Linked DNA regions of Mus musculus: regions 1, 2 and 3 are each linked to region 4. A link is a contact called in public Hi-C and HiChIP or PLAC-seq data. All regions are on one chromosome and are shown on one strand. Each heading gives the region's core, a stretch centred on a gene start, on an enhancer-like site or on the middle of the called end of the contact. The rest is flanking DNA. Distances are from core to core; before and after follow the strand shown. Region 1 has its middle 77 kb from the start of Gm32797. Region 2 overlaps Gm29154 (predicted gene 29154). Region 3 has its middle 34 kb from the start of Gm32797. Region 4 overlaps Tmem108 (transmembrane protein 108).

Region 1 (3,082 bases), core at 76-2,575, 370 kb after region 4:
ATGGCTGGAAAGGTAGGACCTCAAAGGAATAGAGTGACATGACACCGTGGCATTTGTCACACTCAGCGAGCACAAGTCTATCCTGGAAGCAGCAGAGCCCAGAGCCACGCAACCACGCACCTCTCTCCATTTCCACTTAAGTCTTTGTAGTCTGCCAGGGTTTAGTTTATTGGCATGGCGCTTCTTCCATGTGCCCTGACAGCACCTGTCTGGCACTCTCCTTTTATGATGTTCTTTGTCTATTCACACCACCTTGCTCCAAAGGACAAGGTACAACACAAACAATTGTCTAAAACTTCCTATCATTATATGCTGATAAACTCGTTATCAGGTGATGGCTGATGAATTGTCATAAGTATTTCAAGTGCTTCCTAATCTTATAGACTCACACGGTCGACTCCCCTTTGCTGTCCCTTATGACAATGGATCCAACAAGGGAAGATGGCACCACACAGTCTCTGAGATGACTTTGGTTGCAACAACCAGACATGACTGGTCTTAATGCCATTTTCCTTTTTCTCATCTCTCCTCACCTTCCTTTTTCTTCTCCCTCTCCCCTCACATATATAAGTTATACATACTTACAATTAACAAACCATTTAAGCATGAACTAGACCTTATGAAAACCCCAGTTTGGCCTGGTCGTATAACATCCTTTCAACTGAGACTATTTTTAGGCTGGACACTGTCATCATCCTTCAGATTTAACTAAACCAGAACAAATAATACAGATGAACAGTGCTTCTAATAGCAAGACCAAAGAACCCTGAGCAAGATGCACATGAGTTACAGTGGCAACATTTGCATTTCAAGTAACGCAGTCGATGATGTCACTGTCAATTTGATAAATCCGATTATCTTACTCTTTGCTATAAAAATCTGCCATAAAAACCCAAGTTACAGTTGACATGTTATTACTTGGTGCGGCCATTGTAGGAGCCTTAGGCGTGATTCACAACTCGTGTTATTCATGGATCACACCGGGGAAGGCGAGACTTGAGAGCTTGCATCTCAGTTACTTTCGGTAATCAAATTACTGGCTTTACCACATATATGTATGCACGCCCTAAAAAAAATAGGCCATTTGAAGGGAATATCAACTTAACTGAAATCTATCTTAATTTCACCCTATGTAAGGTAATGTCTAAGAAATATTTCAGCAATTGTTATTATTAGCCTGCCATAATGCATGAATATTTATGCAACACTCACTCTGCTTCTGGCTCCCTTCCTTGGCTGCCTTTCCAAGCCTTGAGCCCCCTATTGCCTTCAATTTCTCCTGCAATTCTCTCCCTTATGATAAACCCATTATACCTTGGAGCAAACATTCTCTTCTTGGAAATTGCTTCTTTCCAGTTGGCAACCCGAAATGTAAGCATCATAGAACAGATGAATAGCAACATGGCACCATCAGCCAACGCTTTACCAATTAATCAGGTTTGGGGGCCTATAAAACAGTAAAACACGCATGTTTAATTCTTAACTTCCATATTACTTCACAAAGACCCCATCAAAGCCTATAGGCGTCCCATTTGTGTGATAGGGCTGAGGGTTTGGGTTTGTGCACAAAGGTTTTATTTCCTTGAATATGTTCATTTCTGGGAATTCAGAGAGCTGATGCAAAGTGTTTGGCCCACTCCAATTAAGCTGCCTGGACAGCCAGAGCTCAGTTTCAGCTGTGTAAAATTTGGGCCCCATTCAGTTGGCTTACACTGCAGAATAATAGAAAAAAATTCGTCTGGGCATTCGTAGCTGCCTTTCGCCACCTGCCATTTCAGGCAATCAGGCGCTGAGGCTGCTGTCCTAAATGTAGTTCCCTGCACTGATGTATTTCTTGTGGAATGTAGAATTACAAACGTTTTCTTCTTTTTTCTTTTCTTTTTCTAGCTAGCCTGGGTGATGTTTTCTTCTTCAAAAATGCCCCTGTGAGCACTCAAGCTATTCAGGACAACCAATCAACCTTTATTGCCTTGAGAAATCTTCCAAGGTTGAAGGGTCTGAATGAAACCATGACATATTGTGTGCACGCGCACTAATGTGTACTTGTATGTGTGTGTTATGTATGTATGTGTACATACTTGTATGTGTTGTGGGTGGGTGCATGTGTGTGATGTTTGTAAGTGGTATGTGTATGTGTGCATGTTTGTATGTGTGTGCGTGTGTGCGTGCATGTGTGTGCTTGGTGTGTGCAGGTGCGAGTGTATGAACGCATATTGTGGTGTGTGTGTTTACATATGTAAATGCATGTGCATTAGTGTGTGTATGAGGGGGTGTGTATTCTGTCTATGGAATCTTTATCTTGTGTTATTTTGTTGGAGCTACACAGAAAGAAGACATTATGGAAGCAACAATCAGAAGTCTGTCCAAGGCTCCATAGATGACTGGGAAAGAAAGCAGCTCTTAGTATTTTCTAAATTCTTAGACCCTTAAGTAGTCCCTATGATTCATTTCTTATAAATTTCACCCTAGCAAGGATAACATGACACCAGTTTAGTTGTTATATTTTTCTCTTACCTCCCAAATCAAGTCAACTTCATGCCATGTTAAGAATTTGTCACTAATACGCAACAGTGGCAAGTCTCTGTCCCGTCAACTCCGTTACTCCTGGACTTTTGGATTAGATCGGTCTTTGTGGAGCACTTTCATAGTAGCAGAAGGCTCGGCACTTTAGTGGGACCTATGCTTCTCACTACTAAAGCCATCTTGGATCTCTTGACAATTTGACCCCTGAAAACATCTTTAAAAGATTTACCTCATTTTTCATTATGTAAATGTGTGTGTGGGTATATGCAGATGACTGTAGATATCTGTAGAAGCCAGAGGATGCCCTAGAGTTTTGAGTTACAAGTGATTGTGAGCCATTACAGTGTTGCTAATGGGAGCTGAGCCTGGGTCCTCTGCAAAGATAGTACACCCTCTTACCTGCTGAGCCACCTCTCCAGCCCTGAACTTACATTTTGTAAATAAATTATAAAGAGATCATTGGACATGCACCTGAGCAGCAGAGAGACACCAAAAGCTCTTGGCTTTGGATGTAGGCTCAGGCACATACCTGGTAGAGAATGACGGGACTGCCAACTAG
Region 2 (3,187 bases), core at 79-2,578, 450 kb after region 4:
TCCTCAGAGGACACATTAAACAAAGAGCCTTAAGGAGAAAAGCATTTATTTGGCTGAGAGCAACATAAAAGTTGTATGATATGAATCATAGCCTCTAAACGTGTAGGCCACAATGACCAGGTGAGGGTCACAGAACTGAATGTTGCCAAATGGTTGACAAAATGACCGGAAATTAATTTAAAATCCAACAGCAACCAACCCAATGTGCCTCTCTCTGTACCACTCAGCCACCGTGTGTATTTGGATGTCTCTGCAGTTTGGGTTCCAAACACACAACAGACACTGCCCAGAGCACCTTGGCTCAGACACAGGCCTACTGCAGTGTTCCACATATGACATGGGAGCCACTCGGCCAGACACATAGCCAGTGTAGATAGAACACTTGAAATGTGGCTAACATGACTGAAGAACTAAATTTTTAATTTCATTTCATTTTAATTTAATTTAGTTTCATGTTGACGTAGCTTCACAGGACGGATGGCAACTGCACTGGACAGTACAACCTAAGAAAATTAGCAGATAGATTAACAGGTGACACTGATCTTGTGTTCAGAGACGCTTTGGCGTCTCTGTGGCTTCCCAAATGGACTTTGGAACATAAGACTTAGATCTCTGTGACTTTGATGCGGCTATTTGTTGGAGACACCTGCTATTCCCAGGGGAGAGATTTCAGTCATGCCTGCTGAGAAGTCCGCCACAGTAACGAAATGGGCTGTGACATGTGAACACATCCTCGTCTTGACCCGAGAGACTCCAGAGCATGGCCATTCCGCGCAGTTGCTACAGCCTTTTACCCATCTGCAATTCTGAACCACAGAAATAACAAGGTCTCCCAGAGGGACCCCTGAGAGGAAAATAAAATGGGTGTGACAACCTGGCCCCTTAGGCAAGAGCACATTGGTTACCCTAGCAGCTCTGTGCTACGTTGTCTGTCTCTCCGCTGTAAGGGCAGAGCACCACAGCCCCCTAGTCTCTGCCTTCACAGCCTCTCCTGAATGAAAAGCGGCCCTTGGTGGAAAACACTTCAGCAATCTATGCGTGAAAGTCCCTGCAAATGAGCAAAGGATTAAGCTGTAATTATGAGCAAGGCCACGGAATTAGCTAGAGAAGGAATTGGGTTCTGTCGAATTGACTAGTCATCCAGCCTGGAGCAGTTACTCACGGCAAATGAGTAATATCCTGAGGCGCCTTGGTGGAAAAGGATGCCATAGCCATTTAGCAATGTCTTCACAAGTTCACAGATAAGATCTGTGCTTGCAGCTTCTGTGGGGCGTGTACGCCTTCCCTATGGGCTGTGACGTAAGGAAGAACTCTTAGAGGAGCGGAACACTACGAATACATCAGCTACTGAACAGCCTACGGAAGCACTGTCAGGACGGTAGGGATAGATGGGTAATAGAGAGCAGTTGCAACTGGAAATACTGTGGATGGCAGCGTGGACAGGGTGAGTGAAAAAGAAGGAAGGAGAGCGAAGGCACTACCAAGGATAACGAACTCCTCCGCAACAGCACCCATGAGACAGATGGCTCAGCAGGTAAAGGCACTGCCTCCGTGTCTGATGACCTGAGTTCCATCCTAAGGAGCAAAAACCAACTCCTAAAAGTTGTCATCTAACCTGTGTGTGTGTGCGCGCACACGCGCGGCTCAGATGTGTGTGTGTGGTGTGTGCACACATGCTGCGCATGCGTGCACACACACAAATAAATGTAGTCTTTAAAATTAAAATAAAAGACAGCAAGGAAGAGTAAGGAAGGAGAGCGTGACACAGCCACAAAGAGGATCTAACAGTTACTCACCTTGTTGCTGTGACAAAAACCCGAGGAGAAGCAACTTAATGGAAGAAAGTTTTGTTTGGGCTCATGGCTCAAGGCCCCATTTTATGGAAGTGGGAGGGCATGGTGAACTTAAAGCAGCTGGTGACATCATACCCACAGTCAAGAGGCAGGGAGGGATAAATGCTGGTATTCAACTTTTTATGCAGTAAAGGACCCATGGGCCCACGGAATGGCACTACCCCAGTTGAGAGTAATCTTCTCCTCTCAGTTAAATTAATCTAGAAAAGCACCTCACTGACCCTCCCAGAGCTCTGACTCTAAGGCGAGCCCTGGAATTCGTTAATGCTGAAGCGAATTGTCTGGGTTGAGAATCCCCACCAGAGATGCACCTCTGGGCATGTCCGAGAGAGTGCGTCCCTAAAGATACCTAAGGACAGAAGACCCACTCTGAATGTAGGAGATATAAATATACCCTATGTTATATTTATTAAGAGGGCGGGGCAGACATATGTAGTCTAGCTGCCTGAGAAACAGCTGTGTGTATGGGAATGGCTTGCCCGAAACAGTGACAACCTCTTTAGAAAAGTAGATAAGGACTAGGGTTTAAATACGGACACACACATGAAAGGGGAAAGGCAGGAAAAAACATGGGTGCTTGATCACTGGGGAGCTATTACATGAAATGGCTGGTTGTATTGATAAGGCTAATGTATGCTTCCTACACACATACAGATTCTTGAAATCTGTGTGTGTGTGTGTGTGTGTGTGTGTGTGTGTGTGTATGAGAGAGAGAGAGAGAGAGAGAGAGAGAGAGAGAGAGAGAGAGAGAGATCGCATTTGTGTGTGCGCGTATTCTATAGGTGTATTTGTAAATGAGAGAAAGACCCAAACTGTTCCATGAAAACTGTCACTGAGTGTATTACCCTACTCAGCACAGGTCCTAAACTGGACCAAGCATGACTACAGTTTTGAGACACTGGAACAGGCAGTACAGGTCCTAATCTTAAAGAGGAAGGACACACGAGGGCTTTGGCTCGTTCTCACCCAGTTCTTTGCTTGGTGGTGCTGTCTTGACCTCAGAACCAACAGATAAAGGGTGAGATGAGAGTAGTTGTTACCCTAGGGACACACAGGCCAGACTTTAGTGTGACTGTCCTGGCTAGTTTTTTACAGTAACTTGACACAGGCTGGGGTCATCTGGGAAGAGGAAACCTCAATTGAGAAGATGCCTACATCAGATTGCCTATAAGTAAGTCTGTGGGGCATTTCTTTGATTAGCAATCAACATGGAAGGAGTATGGAAGTGCCCCACCCACGATGGGTATATTCCCTGGGCAGGTAGTTCTGGATTGAATAAGAAACAGGCTGAACAAGCCATGGGGAGCAAGCCGGTAAGCAGCATTCTTCCATGA
Region 3 (3,091 bases), core at 556-3,055, 420 kb after region 4:
TGTTTACTGTGAATGAGAGTTGTATTGTCATATAAAGTCTGGCCACTATCTGTTTCTGTGTTCTGTCTCTCAGAACATACAGACACTGAGAAATTTAGAACTGATAAAATAGCCAGTCTCTGGGCTGGAGATACGGTTTGGTTGGTAAAGTGTCTAGTGTGGAAACATAAGGACCAGAGTTCCTATCATTAATAAGAGGATCTCTGGGGCTCCCTGGCCAGCCAGTCCAGCCAATCGGTGAGCTCTGGATTCAATGAAGACAAGGTGTGACAGTATTAGTGAAAGATATTCAATTTCAACTTCTGGCCTTTCCACACATGTGTAAAAGCCACCCACCCCTGTAATATGTGCACACAGATACAGACACAGTCTCTCCCGGTCTCTCACTTAACTAACAGTCTCACTGCTGGGCTGGCTGCATATTAGAATCACCTGAGCAAACTTTAACAGCAATACCTAGTCCAATTAAACCGGACCCTCTGAGGCTACAGCCCACTCCTCATGGTTTATTGGTTTTTCCCAGTAATTCCAAGGCACAGAGATGGTTAAACAAGCAAACGAATGAAAGCTCAGCATACTCTCCAGTAAGGATGCTGACTTCTCTGAAAGACACATGATTGGCAAGGGCTTACAAAAATGCAGCCTGCTGGTAAGACTCGGGAGCCAGGAACTGGGGGAAATGGCTTCACCAGCGTAAAGCATTCTCTTCCTAAGAATGTGCTCCAGAGAGAGTGCATGCCCTACTGATGCTGTACATTTATAAGCCCGCTCCCTGGGGAAAGAGGCTCTGTAGGGTTCTGGAAAGGAGATGTGGAGGGTTTCACACCATTTCTGTCACTTGTTTGGCACATCCAGGGGTCTAGTCATTATAGAGAATATTTTCTCCAGTCATATATAAAAATGGAGATATCAACCCACAGGTACCATGTGCTCCCAATTTATTTTAGATAGTAGAATCATTTAACCAGCATTCATTTATTTAGCACCTACTGTGTGCCAGTATTGTCTATTGGGTGCCAGTATCAAATTCTGGGAATGATAGTGAGAATAATAGACAGGAATGATAGTGAGAATAATAGACATCACTTTGTCTTCATGGGATGCTGTGGAGTGCTGTCATCTGAGTATGACAACGCAACCATCTTTACCATTGTGGCTGTTATCATAGGCCCTCAAAATCATGAAGATTATTACTTCATGAAAGGAGATAGGCAGAATCGCCCAGTAGGTCGAGACACTTGCCACAGAGCTCAACAATCTGAGTCCAATCCCATGATCCACACGGTGGATAGAGAGAGCCAACTTCCAAGAGTTGCCCTCTGACCTCCCCCAGGAAAAGGTATCCAACATGAAGCTTAATTTTTAAATGAGAGATTGCCATTACTACGTTCAATTTTTGAAGTCATCTCTATTTGTCTGTCTGTCCATGACATTTATAACTCTTCTAGTGACCTTAAAAAAAAAAAAAGATCTATTTTATGTATGTGAGTACACTGTCAATCTCTTCAGACACACCAGAAGAGGGCATCAATCCCATTACAAATGGTTGATCCCATACCATGTGGTTGCTGGAAATTGAACTCAGGACCTCTGGAAGAGCAGTCAGTGCTCTTAACCGCTGAGCCATCACAATCCATCTCAGTGTCCCCTAGAAATCCAGATCTGAGGCCTAGTAATACCCAAACATTTTCCTTAATGGCTCTGAGAGTGCTGGCGTTTATTTTTGACAGGGCAGGAGAACTAGTCTCTGCTGCTGCTATTCACTTCTGCCACTTCATTGCAAGAATAGCAATAGATGATATGCAAATGAGGGAATTTGGATGGGTTCCAGTAAAACTTTATTTGTGAAGACAGGCAGGCTAGCTGCATTTGGCCCAGAGAAATGACTGGGCAAACTTCTTCTACCACAGTAGACTAGGGAGGCAGAAGGTTCCACACTATGGGAGACCCTGCAATGGAATCCACAAGAAACCAAAGTTTGACAGCAACATACTGGGAAGAAGATAGAGCCAGATTCTAGCTTAGGATCCTTCTAAGAGAGATCTGCTAGGGGGGGTGGGGTTCTGCATCTCTATGGGAGGAGCTGCTGAATGTTGTCAATCAAGAGATGGGATAAGTGAGAAGAATTAAAAAGAATACAGCATTACTTTCTACTCCCATCTTGCCACTCAAGGACAAGCGTTTCAATGACTGGAGTTTCAAAGAAAATGACATTATTATCATTTCGGGGCTTTTAAAGCCCACAGCATTCTTAAAAGATCAAAAACTATTTCACATTTAATTTTCCACTATTAGTTCAGTTTTAGTCAATTTTATCTAGTTCTAAATTGTCTATTACAATATTTTATTTCTATCAATTTTATCTTCAAATAATTCATAAAAGAATAATTTTTGCTTAATGACTATTCTATAGATTAATATTTTCATTTCACTTTAGAAGTAGGTTTATATGTGTTTGCATTTGAAATGTATTAAATATTAAATTTCCATTTTTGCTCAAATGAATTATCAAAGTTGCTATAACTCATTTGATGCTTACAGCAACCCTAAGAGGTGGGCATTAGTATCTTCTTTAATTACAAGTTGTACTGGAAACCCAGAGAGGTTAAGGAACTTGACCAAAGTCACACAGCAGTAGCTGGTAGGAGCTGAGACTAAAGGCTAGGCTTTTTGCCTTCCATCCCTGCTTTTTAACCACCACGCTATGCTGATCCTTTCTGAAAAATAAACAGTGGTGTTAGAACTTGAAACAAACGCTGCCAGTGCTGTATCCACATGGTTGTTTCATTCCTCTGCTGTAATGATTACATTTGAACTGTGGGGTGAAGTTCCCAGGGGGGAAAGCCACACCCATGGTGAAGGTTCTATAAGGACTGATCAGAACCTACTCATTGTAGAGAGTTGGAATGTTGTGGATCCAGACACTCATTATCTTGGGCCATTCGCTGTTCACCTCTGTGTCTGATTTAACTTCCTCTGGACTCTCAGGTAAAAACCTTTGGAATGTATTCTTAGCAGACCCCTAGCTCCCACCCATCCAAAAGCTGTGGCTGTCAATCACACAGCATCTAAAACCCAGAGTGGGACTTCC
Region 4 (2,965 bases), core at 203-2,702:
AAGGACCTGAACTCACACAGCAGACGTCTCTCTCATCCCAGAGAAGAGGAAGCGGAGGACCGCTGGCGAAGTTCACAGTCAAGGGCGGCCAGGGCTGGGTTGTGGGCAGGCGTGTTTGATTCCACAAGCTGGTTTTAGCACTTCAGGGCACTCCATAAAGGATTAAACTGACAGAAGACAGGGACTGGGTAGTTTTCAGCTCTTATGTCCTGGTTATAAGGCCACAACTAAGAGGGTTTAGTGCCCAGCTCCTCACCTTAGCATGTGGGGGTTAGAAGTCTAGCAGGGGGATACTACCTTACAGTCCAGAGATAGCTATAGTTTAGCTTGAGTGGGTCATGGCCAGAGTGACAATTTAAGGAGAGTCCTGCCTTCTCCCCACCACCTCCTCCCATTGGTCCATAATTCCAAAGAGACTACCCACCTAACTACACTTCCTTTTGCGACAATCTTTTTCTGCTTCATAGTAAGAACCAGTCTAACCCAGGTTTTCTTTCTTTTTTTTTTCCTGAATAATCACATCATTTATTTCTTTTTCTTTTTTTAAAATTACGTATTTTCCTCATTTACATTTCCAATGCTATCCCAAAAGTCCCCCATACCCTCCCACCCACCCACCCCCACTTTTTGGCCCTGGCGTTCCCCTGTACTGGGGCATATAAAGTTTGCAAGTCCAATGGGCCTCTCTTTCCAGTGATGGCCGACTAGGCCATCTTTTGATACATATGCAGCTAGAGTCAAGAGCTCCGGGGTACTGGTTAGTTCATAATGTTGTTCCACCTATAGGGTTGCAGATCCCTTTAGCTCCTTGGATACTTTCTCTAGCTCCTCCATTGGGGGCCCTGTGATCCATCCAATAGCTGACTGTGAGCATCCACTTCTGTGTTTGCTAGGCCCCGGCATAGTCTCACAAGAGACAGCTATATCTGGGTCCTTTCAGCAAAATCTTGCTAGTGTATGCAATTAACCCAGGTTTTCTTATGTGGTAATTAAAAAGCCATGTAAGTCCTACACACACACACACACATACACACACTCTGCATATACAGGCACATGTTTATGCTTGTATTCATGGTTAACATTCACTGGACAATGAGCAGAGCTAAGAATTATGGGTCCTAAAACACCCCTTGGAATATTGAATTAATGGTCCAGAGCCTGGAGAAAACCTTGCTCTGGGGCGAGTATCAAGGCCAGGGAGTGGCTCTCCTCTGTCCTATCAGGCTGAACTTGCACTGGTGATGCAGCACATCTGTCTCTGCTCTGGTTTCCTTATCTAACCCTCCCTAAAGCTCCATCTTCTCCCAGATGAGGCTGGGAGAAAACACCCCACAGTGTGAGACAGGCCAAGGGAGCTCAGCAGAGCCTCCACATGGTTCTGTGAAAACCCAGAGCACACACTGGTGAGTAATGACCACTGGCAGGCCCGAGGCTTAAGAGGAGGCAGCAGGACCTGTGCATCCTGATGGTGGCAGCAGAGACCAGCGCAGCAGCCACATGGCTCCTGGCCCTCGCTCCTAGTGGCCTGGAGCCAGTCAATTTTAGTTCTCTTCTGAAGCAGAGTTGGCAGCAAGTATCTGGCAGGGCTCAGGAGACTAACCACTCCTCAGCCCTTGTACACTGATGCCCTTCCAGCTATTGGGAGGGTTTGTGACGTGGAAGGCAGGTGAGCTGCTGACCCTCCATTGCTGTGCAGGCTTTGAGTTCAATATACTCCTCTCTCCCTCATTAGAACCAGGGGAATCATGAGCTGGAGAAAGCATAGCACGGGGCAAGCCTCTGCTGCTCTCTGAAACCTGGCTTCTCTCCCAGCCCCTTCGCCAGCGGTGATAAATTCTACACCTGCACTTTGGTACCAGTCTGTCTGCCTGGCAGAGGATGGAGAGTCTGCTGTAAGGTCTGCAGAGGTGCTCTGGGGTACACAGACAGCAGGGAAGGTTGAAACATGAGCCTTCGGACCTGGGAGAGCCCAGCTGGTCTGGTCATTAGATGGAGCAGGACTATGGAAACAGTCCAAACAACACCTAGGGTCCCGAGACCAGACTGATCTAAATACTGATTTAAGTATTTCCTGTATATTTAAGTATAATGGCCAAGGATGACCCATAGGGGCTATGTCTGTGACCAAGGACACAGATTTGATGTGGGGGTAGTCAGGACCCAGGTAGAAACATAAAGGAAGTGGACTCTGTTGTCCCCTTGGGCTATAAAAGGCCAGTGTGGACACAATTAGATCTTTAGAGAGAGTGTACTACCCCTGCCCCCCAGCACCTGAAGGCTCCTCTTACAGCTTCGACTTGTCCTTGGGGAGTAGTTCTAGGCTGTGTCTGCCCTGCCTTGACTGACGTCAGTTTTCTAACTCAACGGTGCGGGTGATGACCAGAGTCTCCTGACACCTCGGTACTGTGTGTCTATTTATGTGTTTATTTTCTTTAGCAAGTGTAGGAACAGAATGATAAGACAATCCTGGGATCCCAACTATAATCGAGGGCGTCCCAACTATAATCGAGGGCGACACGCATGGGAGATTAGAAAGCAGCTACTTCTCACGTGTGACTGTTAATAATTTGCTTACTAATACGTGCTAAGTTTTTTCAATCTCCTTCCTATTTCAGAAGCAGGGATCACAGCCTATGGTCCACTATGCACAGCTGAGATGGATGTACCTAGGAGAGGCACAGCCCCAGGGGGTTTGTCTCTGGATTGCTCCTTGATGTTGCGGTTCTTTCTGAATCTAGCAAGGTGTGAGTGGGTGTGGGGAGACCCTCTCTACCTATAGAGTCTGCTGTCATTGCTTCTTGAGAGACAGCCCACTCTACTGAGTAAGTTTCCTGCACATAAATATGAAGATGAACTTTTGTAAAATATCATTTAAATGGATTAATGATTTCATAGAATTCCTGATTTGATTTAAATAGTTTTAGGAAGTTACGGTAGTTGATAGAATGTTTAAGGAGATGGTTTA

The links. Hi-C and Micro-C count contacts between places; a contact is called where the count stands out from the background. HiChIP or PLAC-seq counts read pairs in DNA pulled down with a chosen protein or histone mark.
Region 1: a contact with region 4 is called in a Hi-C map of cerebellar granule neurons, with 1.9 times the contacts expected there. The contact joins two enhancer-like sites. A contact is called at or near these places in 6 of 39 promoter capture datasets (cranial neural crest, embryonic stem cells, hippocampal neurons and 3 more), 2 of 15 datasets of contacts at CTCF or cohesin (embryonic stem cells and pro-B cells), 11 of 484 Hi-C or Micro-C datasets (brain, cerebellar granule neurons, cerebellum and 6 more), 2 of 115 datasets of contacts at active chromatin or transcription factors (astrocytes and kidney) and 1 of 9 other capture datasets (embryonic stem cells).
Region 2: a contact with region 4 is called in a Hi-C map of the N1E-115 cell line, with 3 times the contacts expected there. The contact joins two enhancer-like sites. A contact is called at or near these places in 6 of 39 promoter capture datasets (cranial neural crest, hippocampal neurons, liver and 2 more), 2 of 15 datasets of contacts at CTCF or cohesin (embryonic stem cells and large pre-B cells), 2 of 484 Hi-C or Micro-C datasets (the N1E-115 cell line and embryonic stem cells), 3 of 115 datasets of contacts at active chromatin or transcription factors (embryonic basal ganglia, kidney and large pre-B cells) and 1 of 9 other capture datasets (embryonic stem cells).
Region 3: an H3K27ac HiChIP or PLAC-seq map of heart atrium shows a contact between it and region 4, with 10 times the contacts expected there. The contact joins two enhancer-like sites. A contact is called at or near these places in 6 of 39 promoter capture datasets (cranial neural crest, hippocampal neurons, liver and 3 more), 1 of 15 datasets of contacts at CTCF or cohesin (large pre-B cells), 2 of 484 Hi-C or Micro-C datasets (embryonic stem cells and uterus), 4 of 115 datasets of contacts at active chromatin or transcription factors (astrocytes, embryonic stem cells, heart atrium and 1 more) and 1 of 9 other capture datasets (embryonic stem cells).

Annotation. Positions count from the first base shown.
Region 1 is chr9:103,866,291-103,869,372 of GRCm38.p6, forward strand. No RefSeq gene overlaps it. Among named protein-coding and RNA genes, the nearest start is that of Gm32797, 77 kb to the right of the region's middle. Within about 2 kb of position 1,326, at least 9 of the 459 cell types and tissues checked have an H3K27ac peak or open chromatin away from gene starts, as enhancers often do. A contact at or near this core is called in cerebellar granule neurons, cerebellum and cortical neurons, where this site is marked.
Region 2 is chr9:103,940,408-103,943,594 of GRCm38.p6, forward strand. The region is part of intron 3 of Gm29154 (predicted gene 29154); the gene reads right to left. Among named protein-coding and RNA genes, the nearest start is that of Gm32797, 3.0 kb to the right of the region's middle. Within about 2 kb of position 1,329, at least 11 of the 459 cell types and tissues checked have an H3K27ac peak or open chromatin away from gene starts, as enhancers often do. A contact at or near this core is called in the N1E-115 cell line, where this site is marked.
Region 3 is chr9:103,909,761-103,912,851 of GRCm38.p6, forward strand. No RefSeq gene overlaps it. Among named protein-coding and RNA genes, the nearest start is that of Gm32797, 34 kb to the right of the region's middle. Within about 2 kb of position 1,806, at least 4 of the 459 cell types and tissues checked have an H3K27ac peak or open chromatin away from gene starts, as enhancers often do. A contact at or near this core is called in heart atrium, where this site is marked.
Region 4 is chr9:103,493,074-103,496,038 of GRCm38.p6, forward strand. The region is part of intron 4 of Tmem108 (transmembrane protein 108); the gene reads right to left. It overlaps Gm16252 (a long non-coding RNA gene), which reads left to right. Exons shown (of 7, transcript XR_003948081.1): 4 at 1-2,822. Among named protein-coding and RNA genes, the nearest start is that of Bfsp2, 14 kb to the left of the region's middle. Within about 2 kb of position 1,453, at least 46 of the 459 cell types and tissues checked have an H3K27ac peak or open chromatin away from gene starts, as enhancers often do. A contact at or near this core is called in the N1E-115 cell line, cerebellar granule neurons, cerebellum and 2 more, where this site is marked.